2 separate regions of the Mus musculus genome follow, and region 2 is linked to region 1. The links are chromatin contacts, called in public HiChIP or PLAC-seq maps. All regions are on one chromosome and are shown on one strand. The core of a region is the stretch at or near the end of the contact, and the rest is flanking DNA. Distances in the headings are between cores, read along the strand shown.

What was found. HiChIP or PLAC-seq counts read pairs in DNA pulled down with a chosen protein or histone mark.
Region 2: a contact with region 1 is called in an H3K27ac HiChIP or PLAC-seq map of embryonic stem cells, with 5 times the contacts expected there. The contact joins two enhancer-like sites. A contact is called at or near these places in 2 of 484 Hi-C or Micro-C datasets (bone marrow-derived macrophages and embryonic stem cells) and 5 of 115 datasets of contacts at active chromatin or transcription factors (embryonic basal ganglia and embryonic stem cells).

Annotation. Positions count from the first base shown.
Region 1 is chr6:133,986,138-133,989,815 of GRCm38.p6, reverse strand. No RefSeq gene overlaps it. Among named protein-coding and RNA genes, the nearest start is that of Gm46977, 47 kb to the left of the region's middle. Within about 2 kb of position 1,620, at least 16 of the 459 cell types and tissues checked have an H3K27ac peak or open chromatin away from gene starts, as enhancers often do. A contact at or near this core is called in embryonic stem cells, where this site is marked.
Region 2 is chr6:134,348,892-134,352,269 of GRCm38.p6, reverse strand. All of the region lies in intron 3 of 4933406J09Rik (RIKEN cDNA 4933406J09 gene), which reads left to right. Among named protein-coding and RNA genes, the nearest start is that of Bcl2l14, 46 kb to the left of the region's middle. Within about 2 kb of position 2,064, at least 5 of the 459 cell types and tissues checked have an H3K27ac peak or open chromatin away from gene starts, as enhancers often do. A contact at or near this core is called in embryonic stem cells, where this site is marked.

The DNA of each region.
Region 1 (3,678 bases), core at 371-2,870:
TGGTAGCACACACATATGATCCCAGCACATGGGAGATGGGGGCAGGACGACCAGGAGGTCACAGTCATCCTCTCTCCCCTATCTAGGGAGTTTGAGACCACCCTAGGCTATAGAATCAGACCCTGTCTCAAAACAAACAATAACAGTAAGTGGATAGAATTGGAAACATTATTCTAATTGTGGTCATTGTGGGCCCTAAGGACAAATAAATGCCTCATGTTCTCTCTTCAAGTGAGATGTGCTTCAACTCTTTAGGATGCAATCTCTAATGCATCCCCTGTGCAAAGCCAGGAAAGGAGGAAGTGAACAGGGGGAAGGGCTGCCTTAAGGGAGATGAGATAGTAATACATAGATAAAAAGAAAGATAGGAAGACTGTGGAATGACGGAAAGGTTTAGGCGGACCTCGGGAGGAAGTAGGCCCCTGAGGGAAGCTGAGAGTTTTTGTTTGTTTGTTTGTTTTGTTTGTTTTCAAGACAGGGTTTCACCTGTAGTTCTGGCTGTGAGTGGAACTCACACTGTAGACCAAGTTGGGTTGGAATTTAGAGATCTCCCTGGCTTGCCTTCAGAGTGCCGGGAATAAAGATGACTGCTGCCCCCTCCCATGGGAAGCTGAGTTGTAATTGCTAATGACACTGACATAGCAGCCAACCGCCTTCTACGTACCTATACGTGGACCAGCACACAGAAGTAAGTGGTTCCCAGGCTGAATCACAGAACCTTCCCTGACAAGGAACAGTGGCAATGCAGAGATGATGGCAGGTCAGATGCAGATGAAGGCCTTGCCTTAAGCAAGTCAGTTACTCCATCTTTAAGGCTCAGGGAACGATTTAGCAGAGAGAATGGGAAGAGTTGAAAGGCTAGAAGATACGGTAAAGAGCTACGAAATGTGCTTCTTTAGACTCAGTACAGCTACTGTATCTCAAGTCATCTGTGGTTACCTTCACTGGCCCAGAGGACCAGTCCTATCAACAGTCAAGGAAGGTGGAGCCCACCCCCACCCCCCCCCACCCCCCGCCTCTGAAATACTGGCTGTTCAGAGATTCCAAGAAAGCAGGAATCATTGTCTCTAGTTCTGAACCCACTGCCCAGCCCATCAGGCTCCAATGGCTCGCTCTAAATCCACAGCCACACAGATGTCTCTGGTTAATCTGCATGGGTCACGAAACAAAACTAAAAGATGTGAACTTGAGAGAGAGGGAGAGGGAGAGGGAGAGGGAGAGGGAGAGGGAGAGGGAGAGGGAGAGAGAGAGAGAGAGAGAGAGAGAGAGAGAGAGAGAGAGAGAGAGAGAGATGATTCTGGGGAAGAGAGAGAGTGGACAGTGGTGGGAGGCAGGAGAGAGAGGTGACTGATCAGTGTATAAAGTATGTGAAATTGTTAAAAAAATAATTTAAATTTAATTCAATTAAAAATAAGGTAGGCAGCAAAGACTGTTATGGCCAACAAGAAGTAAGAAAACTCTAGTCTCCCTCAGGAGTTTCAGATCCACTGATCTGGGTGACTGGGTACAGGGACCCGACTGTTTCCAGGACAAACAAAGCAACACAAGCAGACAGCAGAGCCCCCCTATGGGCGGGGCTCCTTATTAAAGCAAACTCCAGCGGCAGCTGACACACTTACACAAAGGAAATGCTACCTGAGCACCCTGTGTCTGGGGTGCCTCGCCTGCCCGCTCACCACCTGACTTACGACAACTCAAGCCCGCTCAGCCAGCAGAAACTAGACTGGTTCCGAGAGACTGTGGCGGTTACTCTGCCAAACTTTCACAACAAAAGATAAAAGGAAGATCTCATCCAAGGGGTGTGTGTGTGTGTGTGTGTGTGTATTTTAACTGGTATCCCACAGCAAAGATAGTCTAAACAGACATGCCATGATCCTACCCATGAAATCCCCAGTTTGTGAGACTGGCTTGAACAGGCTTTGGAGTATGTCTGCATTTTAACCCATGAGTATTCTGGTCATTGTTGTTGGTGTTATTATTATTAATTATTATTATTTTTAAAAGGACAGAAGAAACAGGAGCAAAGGAAAAGAAGGGCTTTCTGGGAGGCTAAGGACCAGTGCTCAGAATACTTAACCACCACATCTAGGCACCAGGAACAACCAAGTCTTACAAAAGTTTCCCTCTAGATGGAATTTGGAAGGGAAAAGACACAGCATACATATTCACCTGGACTCGACAGATAGAAATCCAGGATGCTGACTTCAGTAAGAAAGTGCTGCCTCTTCCCTAAAGACCCAGGCTTCAAAAAAGACAGACTAATAAGAGAATTAACAGTTTAACTATGCACCTCCGTACTTAGCAGAGTTTCCCAAGACATGGGAAGAAAAGAGGCATGGGGGATGAAGGCTACTGCAGCATTTTGAACTAAACAAAGGGGAAGTGGTTCTAGGCCTCTGGGAGAAGGAGGCCAGTACTGGGGTGGAGGTGGAAGAGGGTGGTATTGTTGTCTTGTTATGCATATGTGGCTTCCAGAGGGAATTGTCTGTGAGCATCTCTCTTCCTTTACAGAGGTGATGTCCTGAATGTGCATCTTCTTTACAAATTTAGACAGTTAGGAAATTCCTCCCAACTAGCTTTTACTGTCCCCGAGGGTTGTTAATTATCATTAATTCAAAATGACCACCCTACCTATTATCATGTACCTGATAGAACTCAGTACTAAGGGGAAGAGAGATTTACTTAGGTGCTTGCTTTCAGGTTTCAGTCCCTGGCACATGGGCTCCATTGTTTCTGAGTTGTGGTGAGGCTGAGCATCCTGGAAAGGAGGCAGGAAGAAGCAAAGTTGGGTGCTGGAGAGATGGTTTGCTGGTTATCAGCAGAATGCTCTTTCAGATAACCTGAATTTGATTCCCAGGACCTACACTGGATGGCCTGTTAACTCCAGCTCCAGGGGCATCCAGTGCCTCTGGCTTTCCAGGGCACCTGCACTCAAGTTGACATACTCTTTACCCCCAGACACACACAGAGGTAAAAAGTAAACAGATCTTTAAAAGGAGAAAAGGAGAGAGAGAGAGGAGGAGGGAGAACAAGAAGAAGATGAGGAAGAAGGAGAGGAGGAAAAGGAAGAGGAGGAAGAAGAGGAGGAGGAGGAGGAGGAAGAAGAAGAAGAAGAACCAATGCTAAGGCTGCTGAGGTGGATGAGCTGGTAAAAATACTTGCTGTGTGTCTGTTGCCCTGAGTGCAATCTCTATAACACATGATGGAAGGACAGAACTGAATCACAGAGGTTGTCGTCTAACACCAACAGTTGGTTACACAAACACACACACACACACACACACACACACACACACACACACACACACACACACCCCACAGGATTAAAAGAAGAGGATTGTTGGTCTGGTGGTGGTCAGAACGGAGGCAGAAGGGACTCAGAACAAGATACAGATCCCAAGGCCATGCTCCCAGTGACCTTCTAGGGAGCAACCTTCTGCCTCCTGAGATGTCCAGAATTTCCCAACAGCACCACCAGCTGGGGACCCGGCCTACTATACATCATCAGCCTTTGGTGGTGGTGGTGGTGGTGGCACTTTTTATCCAATCTATAGTAGGTTTGTTTCAGTTTCAGCTTGAATCCCCTTTGTTGTTGTGGTGGTTGTTCATTTCTGGAGGCTTATTCACTCAGAGAATAGTTTTATTTCCTTCCATTAGTAATTTCTCAGGAAGCCCTGA
Region 2 (3,378 bases), core at 815-3,314, 360 kb before region 1:
TCAGACACATTGTGGCTCCTGTGTCTTCATCAGGGACTGGAAGGAAATAGAAAGCTGAGAGCTCTGATGGTTTGGGCATGGGCACATGTTAAAATGGGGACATCTGATGAGCTAAATACTGTTGTGTGTCTGAGAGGCCAGGAAGTCCCTGAGCCAGTATGCCTCCCTGTGCTTCAATAGCACACACAAAGCTGCCTCCAGAAATCTCACTCTGGAGGAGAGGAGAAGGAAGATTTAACTTGGTTTTCAACCAACCTTTGGGAAAGCCAGACCTTCCTATGTATGCATTCTGAGTTTCTCCTTGACAGGAAAGTGGCCCAGAGCCTAGATCTGGTGGCCCCGGGGCTTATAGGTACAATTTAAATGTAACTGGCATTGTCTCCACATCTGTTACAGAGGTCTGTTTGGGGAATGAATGAGAGAGAGAGAGAGAGAGAGAGAGAGAGAGAGAGAGAGAGAGAGAGAGAGAGAGAGAATGCATATCTTGATAATGGCCTTAATTCATTTGAGGATATCTGAAGCCCCATCTGTCAACACTTAGACACCAAGGATGAAATTTCCAACACAGCCAAATGTGATGGTGCATACTCATAATGCCAGCACTGGAGAGGCTGCACCGGAGGGTGGAGAATTTGAGGTCATCTGGACTTCAAACCAGTTCTAGACCAGCCTGGGCTGTATAGTGAGACCTTGTCTCAGAAAACAAAAGTTTCAAGCTTGAATTTTGGAGGGGAACATCAAGGCAAAGCAAGTGGGTCTCAAGCCACCATCCAGTATTCCCTTTTGGGGACGTTCTCTTGTCCTTGCCAAGTCTGATCTACAGAGTTGGCCTTCTTCTCACCCCCTATATAAAGAGCTTTAGACAATTAATGACCACTGAGAGGGAGAATGAGTCTGCTCTTGAGACGAGTCCCCGAGAAGTAATCCAGTCCCAGGCAGTCATCCCTAAACACTTGTACATCGGAGCTGAATGGACTCAGCAGGTTGTATTCATTAATTTACATGCAACAATAGTAATTGCAGAGTAAGAGAGTACACACATTTGAGAAGACTGAAGGGGACATAGAAAGAGTCAGGTGGAGGAGAATGGGGGGTAATGTAAACATAGTACTAATCTATAAAAAGAAATAACAAAATTATAAGTATTAGTTAAAAATAAATTACAATAGTGTACGTTTAAAAATCCTTCTTAGAGTTTTTGGATAAAATGATGGCCCAGCTTGATTTCCACAGACATGCTCTGTCTGGATAGGCTCAGGAGGGCATGACCACACTGTAACAATCTCAAAGAAATGAAAATGTAAAAATATTCATTTATCAAAGCATCGGGCTATCTGAAGTATTTATTGGCCATAATTTTCCAAGCAGAGAATGAAGTCAGCCAGCTTCCTGGAAGAAGTCGGAATTTTGAGTCTGCCAATCCAGAGGGAAGAGAATACACAGGGAATAAATGTCTCCAGTTTAAGAAGCTCTTAAGAGCCTACATTTCTAGATTAGCAATGTGGAGGCTGGAGAGATGACTCAGTGGCTACGAACGCTAGCTGCTCTTTCAGAGGATCTGAGTTTGATTCCCAGCACCCATGTCTCACACCTTCCTACAGCTCTAGCTTTGGGGGAATCCAATACCCTCTTCTGACCACAAGGATGGACACTCACATACACATAATTAAAAAAAAATGTAAATCTCTAGAAAAAATAATGTAAATCTGCAGAAACATGAAAAAGAAAGGGAAAAAATTAAGCGTCTTTCTCATCATTTCTGTCTCTCTGTCTTTGGTCTCTAAAGGACACAGATGACAATCATGTGTTCTCTGTCTCTTTGTGCCTTTCCTCAAGCTATCCAGAACATTTTATCTGATGTTTTTTAAGTTAAGGTGACACTAAGTGGTTTGAGTGAGAATGTCCCATACTGGCTCAGGTACTTGAGGAGCCATGGCCTTGCTTCAGTTCAGTGTGATCTTAAGCTTTGTGTTTGCAGCAGCTGAAGAAGTGACCTCTCTGCTCTCTGATCCTGCTGTCATACTCCCCTCCCATGATAGACTCTTTCCAAAACAGAGGTTAGCGACTGATGCCTGCTCTGTTTAGGAATGCTCTTCTGCCAGATTCCTCTCGACAGAGGAATGGATACAGAAAATGTGGTACATGTACACAATGGAGTACTACTCAGCTATTAAAAACAGTGAATTTATGAAATTCTTAGGCAAATGGATGAAACTAGAATGTTGTGGATAGTTTTGGGGCTAATTATGTTTGATGTTTATTCCTCCTGTGAGGGGTCACAAACAAGGAATGAGTCAGCGCTCAGGTGATTTCCTGTAAACCTGCTTCCCACCTTAATTTGTAAAATAAAGGAGAGCTGATGACTGGGCAGATGAAGGGAAGGAGGGGCAGAAGGGGGAGAAGGAGAAGAAGGAGAAAATGGGAGATAGAGAGGACGCAGAGGAGAGGAAGAAGAAGAAAAGCAGAGCAGAAGCACGTGGCCTGGAGATACGGCAAGTTCTAAGGGGTCTCATAGACGTGGAAGATGGTATGTAGTGGTAGATCTGCTGGACCTAGGTGCACAGCATGTATTCATATTAACTGAGTCGTTTTCATTGCTGGGGCTTATTTGGGTTGGAGATTTACCGAAACACAAGAAAATAGCATCCAGAGTGAGGTAACCCAATCACAAAAGAACACACATGATATGCACTCACTGATTAGGGGATATTAGCCCAGACTACCCAAGATACAGTTCACAAACCACATGAAACTTGAGAAGAAGGAAGACCAAAGTGTGGACACTTCAATCCTTCTTGTAAGGGGGAACAAAATACACATGGAAGGAGTTACAGAGACAAAAGTGTGGAGCAGAGACTGAAGGAATGACCATCCAGAGACAGCCCTACCTGGAGATCCATCTTATATACAATCACCAAACCCAGACACTTATTGTGGATGCTAACAAGTGCTTGCTGACAGGAGCCTGATATAGCTGTCTCCTGAGAGGCTCTGCCAGTGCCTGACAAATACAGAAGTGGATGTTCACAGCCATCCATTAGATTGAGCACAGGCTCTCCAAAGGAGGATCTAGAGAAAGGACACAAGGAGCTGAAGGGGTTTGCAGCCCTCCTAGGAGGAACAACAATATGAACTATCCAGTACCCCCAGAGCTTCCAGGGACGAAATCACCAATCAAAGAGTACACATGATTGGACTCATGGCTCCAGCTGCATATGCAGCAGAGGATGGCCTAGTCGGTCATCAATGGGAGGAGAGGCCATTGGTTCTGTAAAGGTTCTATGCCCCAGTGTAGGGGAATGCCAGGGCCAGGAAGCAGAAGTGGGTGGGTTGGTGAGCAGCGGCGTGGGGGGTGGAATAGGGGGTTTTCAGAGGGTA